Linked DNA regions of Mus musculus: all the other regions are linked to region 3. The links are chromatin contacts, called in public ChIA-PET, Hi-C and promoter capture Hi-C maps. All regions are on one chromosome and are shown on one strand. The core of a region is the stretch at or near the end of the contact, and the rest is flanking DNA. Distances in the headings are between cores, read along the strand shown. Region 1 overlaps Gm32255 (a long non-coding RNA gene). Region 2 holds the start of Jmjd1c (jumonji domain containing 1C). Region 3 holds the start of Nrbf2 (nuclear receptor binding factor 2). Region 4 holds the start of Reep3 (receptor accessory protein 3).

The links. Hi-C and Micro-C count contacts between places; a contact is called where the count stands out from the background. ChIA-PET counts read pairs in DNA pulled down with a chosen protein or histone mark. Capture Hi-C pulls out chosen DNA fragments and counts their contacts.
Region 1: a contact with region 3 is called in an RNA polymerase II ChIA-PET map of effector CD8 T cells, with 14 read pairs. The contact joins the enhancer-like site here to the promoter of Nrbf2 in region 3. A contact is called at or near these places in 2 of 484 Hi-C or Micro-C datasets (CD4 T cells and double positive thymocytes), 3 of 115 datasets of contacts at active chromatin or transcription factors (bone marrow-derived macrophages, effector CD8 T cells and memory CD8 T cells) and 1 of 9 other capture datasets (macrophages).
Region 2: a promoter capture Hi-C map of liver shows a contact between it and region 3. The contact joins the promoter of Jmjd1c here to the promoter of Nrbf2 in region 3. A contact is called at or near these places in 2 of 39 promoter capture datasets (3T3-L1-derived adipocytes and pre-B cells), 2 of 484 Hi-C or Micro-C datasets (epidermal suprabasal cells and muscle stem cells), 2 of 115 datasets of contacts at active chromatin or transcription factors (microglia and pancreatic cancer cells) and 2 of 9 other capture datasets (adipose tissue and liver).
Region 4: a contact with region 3 is called in a Hi-C map of rod photoreceptor, with 2.1 times the contacts expected there. The contact joins the promoter of Reep3 here to the promoter of Nrbf2 in region 3. A contact is called at or near these places in 11 of 39 promoter capture datasets (the 3T3-L1 cell line, the C10 cell line, the HPC-7 cell line and 6 more), 12 of 484 Hi-C or Micro-C datasets (CD4 T cells, CD8 T cells, Th1 cells and 9 more), 7 of 115 datasets of contacts at active chromatin or transcription factors (effector CD8 T cells, embryonic hindbrain, embryonic limb bud and 4 more) and 3 of 9 other capture datasets (adipose tissue, liver and pancreatic islet).

The regions. Positions count from the first base shown.
Region 1 is chr10:67,495,888-67,498,587 of GRCm38.p6, forward strand. Gm32255 (a long non-coding RNA gene) reads right to left here. Exons shown (of 4, transcript XR_380523.3): 2 at 2,502-2,599; 3 at 2,091-2,190; 4 at 472-1,892. Among named protein-coding and RNA genes, the nearest start is that of Gm40679, 5.9 kb to the right of the region's middle. Within about 2 kb of position 1,439, at least 20 of the 459 cell types and tissues checked have an H3K27ac peak or open chromatin away from gene starts, as enhancers often do. A contact at or near this core is called in double positive thymocytes, effector CD8 T cells and memory CD8 T cells, where this site is marked.
Region 2 is chr10:67,125,663-67,128,362 of GRCm38.p6, forward strand. It overlaps Jmjd1c (jumonji domain containing 1C), which reads left to right and starts at 1,426. Exons shown (of 26, transcript NM_207221.3): 1 at 1,426-1,760. The coding sequence starts at 1,596.
Region 3 is chr10:67,283,920-67,286,619 of GRCm38.p6, forward strand. It overlaps Nrbf2 (nuclear receptor binding factor 2), which reads right to left and starts at 1,362. Exons shown (of 4, transcript NM_001036293.2): 1 at 1,178-1,362. The coding sequence starts at 1,207. It overlaps Gm46200 (a long non-coding RNA gene), which reads left to right and starts at 1,514. Exons shown (of 3, transcript XR_001779690.1): 1 at 1,514-1,601.
Region 4 is chr10:67,095,728-67,098,427 of GRCm38.p6, forward strand. Reep3 (receptor accessory protein 3) reads right to left here and starts at 1,261. Exons shown (of 8, transcript NM_178606.5): 1 at 1,063-1,261. The coding sequence starts at 1,094. It also overlaps a transcript of Jmjd1c not described here.

The DNA of each region.
Region 1 (2,700 bases), core at 189-2,688, 210 kb after region 3:
TATCAATAATCCTTTCTCAAGAATCCATTATTGATACTTTGAGACGCTACTGAGTGCCTACTGAGTTTGAGTGCCTACCGAGTTTAACGGTCCCAAGGTCACTGGACCAGAGGTATTTCAGGGTTTCCGTAACTGCATCTGCTGACATTTGCCTGTCAGTCCTGGTGAGTGCAGAGCAGGGTTGACTTCACACTGTTAAAGGAAGACTGCAATCCTGACACACTCTGGTCAGAAATGCTTCGGTGTGCACGGTTTTGTTTCCAATTGGCAATACATTCTCCTTGCCCACTGGGCTAGTAAATTCCAGTTTAACTAGATCTTCAAGACATGGTGTTTACTAAAAAGAGATCACTGCCCAAGACTAAACGAACAGCCACTTTGAAAGAGTTTCATGTGTATGTGCAGATATACTAGAACATGGGAAGGCAAGCATGCAGAGGTCAGAGGTCAACAATAGGTATTTCCCTCAACTGCTTTCCATCCTTTTTCTTTATTAAAATTGTTTATTATATTTATTTGCTTGTACATGAATAAATGTAGGTGTACTCATGCTATAGGGTAGTCAGAGGATAACTTGGGGGGGGGGGCTGTTTCTCTTCTTCCATCATGTGTGTCTTGGGGATCCAGCGCAGGCCCTCAGGCTTGGTGACAAACCCCTTTACCTGATCGGCCATTTTGGCAGTACCCACCCCTCTTATGCATTGAGACAGGCTCTCTCGATAAGTCAGGAGCTTCCTGTGTTGGCTAGACCAGCTACCTACCAAGACCCAGGGTCTAACCTATCTCTGCCTCTCCAACACTGACCCTACAGGTTCACAGGACTCTGACGACTCACTTTGAATTTTACAAATCATTTGCTTACTTTATGAATGTTTTGCCTACATGTATACATGTGTACTACATGTGATCCTGGTTACTGCAGGAGCCAGGAGAGAGCGTCAGAGTCCCTGGAACTAGAGTTACAGGTGGTTGTAAGCTGCCGTAGTGATGCTAGAATGGAACCCAAGTCCTATGTGAGAGAGGCCCGTGCTCTAAACTGAAGACTCATCTCTCCAGCCCCAGGGCTGGCATGTCTTGTTTGTCGTTATTTCTGTTTGTTTGAGGCAGGGTCCCTCTATGTAGTCCCGGGTTGTCCTGGAACTCCATATGTAGAGCAGGTTGACCTTAAACTCACAGAGATAACATCTACCTCTATCTTCTGAGTATAGGGGTTAAAGTCATGCTCCAGAATGCTTGGTCCCAGTTTTTTAAATATAGGTGTTGGCTTTGAACTTGGTGAGCATGCTTGTTGAGCAAGAACTTTGCTGGCCACATCGCTATGGCCCCTGCTTACTTTAATTCATACCTTTCCACTGGAATCCAGAACCAGTGATGGGTTCTACTCTGACGCACATGAAGAGTAACCCTGCCGATGCAGGTAGAACTAGATCTCAATGAGGGTGGCTATGGCTGTGACTCGGCTTTCATAGTCTGAAATGAAAGTGAAAATTGTTTCTAACTTTTGCACACAGGGGGAAAAAAAAAACCTCAACACTTTTCTTCCTTTGGCTAGCAAGAGTGTTGTGTAAAACTGCAGAAGCTGTTTGCTTAAGACTAGCAACAGCTCAAATTAGAAGCCTCCATTTTTCTAAGGTCAGAGGGTAATTGAAACACTCGGTAGTTTGTTTCACAAGCAGGTGTGAATATCAGACGCCAAGGTTCTCATGCAACGCTGTCAACTCGTTCACCCAATGGAGATTCTTCTTCACACGAGACCCATAGAAAAACATGGTTAGGCGCGAGGCAGCTTTCAGGCAGTGGAAAATCTCCAGATGTGTCACTCATGGAGTAGATACGAACAGACTGTTAGAACTGGGCCTCATCAATGCTTTGATGGAATTAGTCATCAATTTCTAAAAAAGAAAGAAAAAAAAAGAGAAAAGGGAAGTCAAACGCAGCAGAATTTCATATTGACAGCTGAGATATTAATCGTTTGCAAACCTCGGAACAGAGGAAGGATAGCCATCGAATTGGTCACTTGTCTCATCTGGCAGGACATCAAGTTCAAGAGCTTTTGATGGCAGCTCTGGAATCTGGTTAAAATAGCTTACCAACATAGAGGGTGCCTCTGCAGAGTGTGGTTAGTGGACGCTTCCGAATTGGTGAGATACGCGGGGTTTGGTTCTTGCTTGTCACAAAATTTTTGTGGTCCTACAGTAAGTTTCAGAAAAAAAATGTTGTTCTCATCTTCTGTTTTTGTTTGTTTTGTTTTGTTTTCCTTTGTGCTAATGGAAATTTAAGTTCAAAGGTCATGACACCCAGCTCCTGCAAAGACCCGAAACCAGGATTGGGTCTTGGGGTGATACAGAGAGCGAGTGCCACTTTTCTGAACTATTTCCTCATTCAGTCATGGAAACTCCAGATCTGAACGACAATGCCTGTGTTTCCAAATCGCTGTTGTAAAAGGAGCAGACTCGGCTGGCTTATCTCACTCAGCATCGAAATAAGAAACAAAATTCTACCTGTGCACTGACACGTAATTTGAATAATTTTCTTGGAAACCTCATCAAATATCTTCCGTCTTTCCGGCTGGCTTCCGACCTTGGTGATCATTTTGAAGCTGGAATAAAATGGCATAAAAATGTGACGTGAGCGCTGGGCAGTGGTGGCGCACGCCTTTAATCCCAGCTCTCAGGAGGCAGAGGCAGGCAGATTTCTGAG
Region 2 (2,700 bases), core at 176-2,675, 160 kb before region 3:
CCAAGTAGGCAAGTGCTTTGCCACCCAGCAGCACCGTCTGTCCCCAGCCCCAATTTCCTTTAATGATTACTTTGTGCTGCAAGTTATAAAGCAGGGAGATCACTGATGGTTGGTATTTGAATATGAGACTCCGTTTAAACATCTTTATATGTGCTGCACTCTTTCAGTGGCTTGTTTTATTGGGCTTACTAACCTTAGGTGGGAATGAAGGAATCCAGAGCCGACAGCATGCAGATTTGTGCAGTTTTCCTAGCATCAGATGCCCATTATAGATGGTTGTGAGCCACCATGTGGTTGCTGGGAATTGAACTCAGGACCTCTGGGAGAGCAGTCTTAACCGCAGAGCCATCTCTTCAGCCCTGAGCTGATCTATTCAACTGACTTTGAGAGTTTCCAACTCTCCCACCGCCACTGTCTGTCTGTAGCTTTAACAGTTTAGTTTAAATGGTCTACAGATATGTCTTTTGTATTTATTGTAAGCACTCAGTGCTATTGTAAGGGTTTTCAGAAAGCATGGGGGGGAGGAAAAGATTTTTATAGGATTAGATGAATTTTTGAAGATGATAATCCCTGGAAAACGGCAGATTGAATTTTGATTCCCGTTTTCACAGATCTTTAAAATACAAGCATAGCGGTCGTCAAACTTCTCACTGCTATCTTGAAAGAGAGACTTGCCTGTGAGAACTGAGGAGCGATCAGAAGAGGAATTCCTAGCTGTCTTTGTCTGGGTTATAAAGTCCTGTTGTGATTGGACGGGAAGTAAAACCATCATTTATTTTCTTCAAGTGTGATTGGCTAAGATTCTTTTCTTTCCGTGGTCTTTTCCAGTAACTGACTCTGGAGCTTTCCGTTTTATTACCTATGTTCTAGTACGCGGAGTACTCGGGTTGGCTCTGAGACAGTTTGTGAAATTTAAGGATGTCGGTAACAGCTCGCGGTGGAGTGTCTAGCGTTCCTGTAAGAAGGCGGCACGAGGTGTAAATCTCCGAACTGCTCCAACACGGAATTAGAATTGCCGCCGGGAGGAATGCTGGTTTAGAGCCGCGGGCCGCCGAGGGGGCGCGGTGGGGTGGGCGGCGCGGCTCGCCCGGGGCCGCGCGGGGATCCGGGCTCCTTGACGACGGCGCTATGTGTTCGCACGGCCGTCGCTCCTGACATGCGGACCTCCGGGAGTTGGCTCTGCGACCGCGCGTGGGAGCCGAGCCCCGTCCCCGCACTCGCCCCTCCGAGGGGGCGCAGACGGAGCGGCAGAAGCAGCCTGGCTGCTGTCCCTCGGCGGCCACCTCTCGAGGCCGCAGCGCAGTCCGTGGGCGGCACTACTTGGCGCGCCCGCCGACGCCGACCCCCACTCCCCCGCCCGCGGAAGGACACGCGGCGCGGCCGGAGGGGCGGAGGGGTACCGGCCGCCTGAGCGGCCGCGCGCTCATTCCTGTCAGTTTGCCTGTGGGCCGCGCGTGAGGTCGTGGGCGGCGCGGCTCCGGGTCGTCGAGCGTGCAGGGGCGCTCTCGCTCGCGGGCCGCCTCGCCTGCGGTCGGCTCCTCGGCATGGGCGGCCGGTAGGAGCGGGCTGCGCTCGTCCCCGGCGCAGTGGCGGCCATGGCGGTGGAGACGCGGCCCGAGCTGGTGGGGAAGCGGTTCCTGTGCGTGGCGGCCGGCGAGGACGCGCGTCCGGAGCGCGGGCAGAGCGGCTGCGGGCGCGGCTGGCGGGCGGGGGTCATCCGAGCCGTGTCCCACCGCGACCGCGGCCACCCGGACCTGGCGGTGAGAGCTGGCGGGCAGCATGTGGCACGCCCCTCTGCGCGGGGCGGGCGGGCGGCAGGTGGGGCGGGCGGGCCCGGCAAGGGGAGCGCTGGCTGCTATGGCCCGACTCTGCCGGGCAAAACCATCCTGCGTTTGGCTTTCCAGCCGGAAACGATAGAAATGTTTTTGGTACGAGGGCTAGTCGAAATTATTTCTCCCTTTCTCCATCATTTTGTATTTTGTTTGTTAGAAACGGACAGTGCTTTAGGGAACTCCGGCTCCTGAGTCTTATATGGCTTCACGAAGGCTAGAGATAGTGTAAATTAGGGGTTTGAACGGCATTTAGTACTTCTAAGTAGCCTCCCCTACATTTATCAGTTACATAGGACACTGTCAGTGTTACCTTTCAGGAGAATAAATGTGTATTTATGATTTCGTGCCAGGATACATTCTTTTGGTCACAAGCGCATTCTCATAAGGGAATGGGATTGAGTGAGTAGACTGGAGATAGAGTTGAGTAAGTAGAGTGGGGGTAGGGAATATTAAGATATTCCCCCTTTGCATTTAGATCAAATCCACCATAAAATGCAAAAATAGTCACCATTTTGATATGGTTGTTGGAAGTTTCGAGTGTGTTCTTGCAAACCATTCCTACCTGCTATCAATTCCATAGTTCCCCACGCACTGTATTATTAGTTTAACCGTGTAAAATAGGCTTAGTTGTGAATACTTATAAGAGGAATTAAAAATAGAGACAATTGACAAAACTCCGCATGGCAGTTCTTTGTGCTAAAGGAAAAAAAGAACCCTTAAACTTTACTCATCTTAATGCTTACTTGTGATAGCTTCACAAAGCCGTTGCTTTGTGTTTGTGTAAAGATGCCGGAACTCATTTCTCTTTCCGCTTTGATATGAAAATTGAAGATTTTACGTGGAGGATGCCTGGGTAATGGCTTAGACA
Region 3 (2,700 bases), core at 112-2,611:
CTCCCCAAAACTCACCAGTGTAGCCTCATTAGCCTGAAGTGTAATCCACTTAGAAACGGACGCAGGGTCTAAATTAGTAACTCTTGGGTAGATTTCTCGGAGCTGCAAACCTGGCGCCAGGGATGGAACCATAGCTTTAGGTGTTCACTCTCCAGCGTTGACGCTCAACACTCCCAAATCTCATTAAGTGACAGGGGCTACGGTCTCACTGGAGCAACTAACTCTTCCAATGTTCCATCCATAACGTACAGTTCTACGTGTCTCTTATCTATTCAGTCCTTTAATCCTCACAACGAACGAGGGTTAAAACAAAAACAAAAAAAAACAATGAAGTGAAAATTTTTGTTCAAGGTCTCTTGAGGCTATTAGGTGACTAAGCCCGAGTTCAAATCCAGGAGTTTGGCTCCAGAAATCCATAGTCTGAAACCACAGACTCTGGCTTCTCTGCACAGCACGGACCAGGCTCTTCCAAGCCGGGAGGGAGGGCAGAGTTCCAAAGGAAGCAATCAATCTTTCCCGGTCCTGCTCTCAATCCCTCCGCATCATCGCAAACCACCTACAGACTTGGGACTTGCAAAGTTTTACTCCGCAACACTAAGGAACCAGACGTCTGCATCTGAATTTCATGAACCTTTTCCCAGGAAACCCGAAGATGTCCTGTGATCACACTTAGAACAGAACTGTGGGAGGTTTGGGGTTTTGTGGGGTTGTTTGGGGCGGTGTGTGTGTGTGTGTTCCTTTTTGCCCCAAACAATAATGACCCGGCCCCCTGTGTGTCTCTCTGTATGTGTTTCTGAGAAAGGCAAACACGTCTGGTACTTTCGTGAGCCTTAAAGCAAAGGCACCGGGCTGCGGGGCGTGGACTGGGGTTCCGATCCAGCTGTTTCAGAGGGGCCTTCGCTAGCCCAGCTGCGAGGGCAGCAGGGAAGAGGGGGTGCGGTGTGCGAGGCGCGGCCCCGACACCCCGACTCTGCCCGCGGCCTGCAGGCGGCGGCTACGTGGCGCTGGGACGCGGTCCCAGCAGGGCAGATGCCACGGGCCCCGAGGGAGAGGCCTGAGCCCCGGGGATCAGGGTCCCCTCCATGAGCTCGCGGCTCCCCCTTCAGTGCCGCTTGACCCCCTCAGCCCGCGTTTCCCCGCAGCCTACCGGTCCCCGACTCAGCCCGCGACCACTCACAAGGTTGAGGGGTCCTTCCATCACTTCCATAAACCCCGGGGTGAGCAGCGGCCCGAGGCGGAGCGGCGGCGCCCGGGCACATGGAGGGGCAGCGAGGGCAGGGAGACGCGGCGGCTGGCAGGAGGCTCCTCGCAGAACCCGGAGCCGGCAGTGAGAGCCCAAGAGCGACAGCCGCGCCACTTCCGCCTCCGACGTCGCGTCGCGGGGGGCCGTCCCGGCGTCGCTGCGCGCGGCGGCGTGACGTCGCCACGCGCCGGCGCGAGGCAGGGGGCGCGGCTGGGGTGAGAGCATGGGGTGGGCGGGGCTAGGGGCGGGGCAGCAGCTAAGTGACAAAAACCGCCCCTCTCCTCGCGAGAGGGAGCTCTGCTAGACTTCGGCGGCGGCTGTCACGTGATGAGCCGGGTCTGGCTAGTTGGTTAATAAGGTCACTCTGCACGCTTGACCTTTCTTCCTTCCCGTAGGCTTTCTCAGGTCCTCTCCTTGTACCTCACCCCTCCTTCTCCGTTTCTGTTCTATCTCCGTTGACTTTTTTTTAAAAAGCAAATTTGAGCCAAGTTAACACCCTGCACTAGATCCGCCTTACAGGAGGTTTCCATATTTTTTGCCTTTTGGCAGAGAGTCTGTGGCCCAGATCTTGTACATGTGGCAGTCTTGTGTCGAGCATATGAGCAGGTGCCACCATACCTCCACTCCACCGAGAGGATTTGACAGAGATAAGTGACCCCAGGGTCACAAACTAATTCTAAAGCAAGAAGGATTATAAGCCACCAAGTATAACCGTTCTTCAACAACTATGTACTAAATCACTGTGCTAAGGTCTTTCTGTTTCCGCACCCACTGGCAAGTAGATATGGTTTATGGAGAAAGGGAGATGGAGAGGAGCTGAGAGAACAACTAACATATTGTGTGAAGGAAACCGGGCTTACCTGGAGGTTTTTTTTTTTTTTTTTTTTTTTTAAAGATTTATTTATTTTTATTATATATAAGTACACTGTAGCTGTCTTTAGACACTCCAGAAGAGGGCGTCAGATCTCATTACGGATGGTTGTGAGCCACCATGTGGTTGCTGGGATTTGAACTTCGGACCTTTGGAAGAGCAGTCGGGTGCTCTTACACACTGAGCCATCTCACCAGCCCCTTACCTGGAGGTTTTACAGTACCAAATTCTGTAATGAAAAAAACTTCAAAGAACCACATGAATGTACCTTTAAGAATTTGTAATATTGGAGGACGTGGAGACGCAGGTTGGGTGTTAAAGGAAACCCACCTGGGGTGTGATTTTTTTTTAAGATTTATTTATTTAATTTATTTTAGTACACAGTCACTGTCTTCAGACAGACCAGAAGAGGGCATCAGATCCCATTAGAGATGGTTGTGAGCCACCATGTGGTTGCTGGGAATTGAACTAAGGACCTCTGGAAGAGCAGTCAGTGCTCTTAACCTCTGAGCCATCTCTCCAGCCCCCTGGGATGTGATTTTTTTTTTTTAATATGAAACCTTAAAAAGCCAGCCGAGGAAAGAGC
Region 4 (2,700 bases), core at 11-2,510, 190 kb before region 3:
TCACTTCCAAACGAAATAAAAGCAAGTTAAAAAAAAATTAGCTCCTTCTCCGTAGTGAAAATAATAATGCCCAAGTAATGTCATTTTCTCCCTTCAAATTATAAGCTAATCAGCGAGGCCTGTTAACCTCATATAAACATTTCATTAAGGTACTCAGATGACACTACTGCTACATGAATAATGAATTCCCGCCCCCAGGCTTTACCTAATTTATGGCCCTTTATTTGGTGACTTTGCTTTAGAGCGCACAGGGTAAGGTGAAAGATGGGAAGAGAACCGGTTTAACTTGTATTCAAATACCTTTGCAGATTAAACAACACATCTCAACTTTTCCCCCCTCCTCTCCCCATCCGCAGCTCTCGTTTGTATCACAATCAGTGAACTGAGGAGATGACCCGAACAAAGGGGACTGGCACCTGCGCCTTCTCCATTGCAAACATTTCTTCCCACCCACGGCCCTCCACGGTCAGCGTTTGCCCGACCTTTCTAGCGCAGGCTCTTTCCCAGGTCACCTCGGGACCCCTGAGCAAGACTCTGCAGCCCGGGCTCTGACACCGATCTCTCCTCCTCCTACACGTGACCAAGCGGCGTGCGCCGCGGACAGACACCGCAACGCGGTAGACCTGGTGACAAAGGCTCGGGCGCATCCGGAGTCCCGCCGGCCTCCCGCGCTCAGCGTCGGCGGAGCCTGCGCAGGGCGGTGCCGCGCAGCGCGGGCCGCGGGAGCGGGAGCCGCAGCCGGGAGCGCGCCGCGGAGCCGAGCAGAGCCCGCCGCGCGCAGCGCCGGGCAGCGGAGGAGCCGAGGAGCGGAGCAGCGCCTGCCGCGTAGCCGAGGAGCGGAGGGGAGGCCGAGGAGAAGCCGAGCAGAGCCCGCCGCGCGCCGGGGAGCGGCTCCACGGAGCAGAGCCCACCGCCTGCCAGTCCGTTCGCCCGCGCCCTGCTGCTCCCAACGCCGCCGCCGCCCCGGAGCCCCGCAGCGACTGGGACACGGGTGAGCAGGCCGCGGCCCGTGAGCTTGGCTCCGGCAACCGGGCCCCAAGCGTCTTCCCCGCCCGTACTTACACCACGGCTCGGGAGATCATCCAGGACACCATCTTTTCGGCCGATGGGCCGCTGACCGCAGGCCGCGCGCTCCCCGCTCGCGCTCCCCGGGGCCGCGCTGGCGCCCTCGGGAGCCGGCCCGGTGTGTGCGCGCGGTGCCCGGAGCCGCCCGGAGCCCGGTCCCCCGCCCGTCCGCCCCCGCCCGCGGCCCCGCCGGCCCTGCCGGCCCCGCCCCTGCGCTCCGCTGATAGGCGGCGGCTCCGGGACCCCGCGGGCGCTGCGCTCCACCGAGCTGCGCGGTCACCTCGCTTCCCCGGGCCGGGGGACTCCGGGCGGGCGGTGAGAGCGCGTGGGAGCCGAGGCCGGGGGCGGGGGAAGCCGGGATTGTGAAGTGTCTGGCTAGGTGCGGCTCCGGTGCTCACCGAGGCTCGGCAGCCAGGGCCTACCACAGGCCTGGGTTGGCACGGCGAGGCTCGTGGTGCAATGCAGGGGCCAAGGGAGAGCGTCGGGGGTCACGTTTGGAGTGATGGGTTTGCAGGGATGGCGAGGCTGTTCTGGGCCCCTTGGGGCACCTTTTCCATCAGCGTCAGCCAACTCCTGTCTGTCTTGCCTGCCCCACAGCCTAAAACGTGGACCCAGGATTTCCGACCCGTGGTGCTGTTTACAAGTGTCCTTATTTTTTTTTTCCGTCACGCGCGCGCGCGTGTGTGTTACCTCTTAACACTGTCCAAAATTTTAAGCTGACCTTTTAAGTTACTGTAGGTGTTTTTTTTTCTTGGTCCCCTGGTGGAAGCAATAGTAAAAGTTCTCTAAGCTAGAAAGAATAATGTCTGTAATGTGGTGTTTGGAGCCTTTAATTAAAGTCCTAGAAAATATGATGGCTCATTTTGGGACGTACTGTAATTTAATCTTTTTGTTCCCCAGTTTCCCCATAATAAAAAGAGGCTAATAATACTCTTGCTTACCTCCTGCTTTTCAAGGATGATGTAAGGTATTGCTAATTAATGTGTTTAGGAAGGAGTCGGATTTGCCTGGGATGGTATCAAGGGACAGGGATAGGTTACCATGAGTGCCTTGTAGTTCATGAGGCCTATAAATTAAGAAGAATTTTGGCCATGAAAGAAAGCAGCAGGGGAGGGATGGTGGTGAGCTCTTGTGATCCCAGCACTGTGGAGGAGGTGGAGGCCTGCGGGGTTTCCTTCCACAGAACCAGGAAGAGAAGTCCTCCGCTGCTTTCTGCTCTTCCGTTCCTTTTTTTTTTTTTTTTTTTGCTTATTTACATTAAGAATGTGTGTTTTTATTTCAGGGGCTGCGGTGATTGCGTTTGTCCTGGTTTATTTAGTTTGACCATTGTTCAGCGTTACTGGGGAGATGTGCTTGCCCTCTAAGCAGCAGTTTTTCTGGCACATACCTTCCTTGTCCTTTCATGTCCTTCCATGGGCAGAGCGGTCTTGTAATGTCTTTATTTACAGCCTTTCGTTCCTCATCCTTAACATATCTTTCCCCTCCTCTCTTTCCTGAGCTAAGGTGTGTTTTCGTGCCCTTGACTGAATTGCATCTTTTTCTTGGATGCTTTATTTCCCATTCTCTACCTTTCTGACCTCTTAAATCCCCCCCCCCCAATTCCCTGCCCCCCACCCTCCCTCATAATTTATCCCT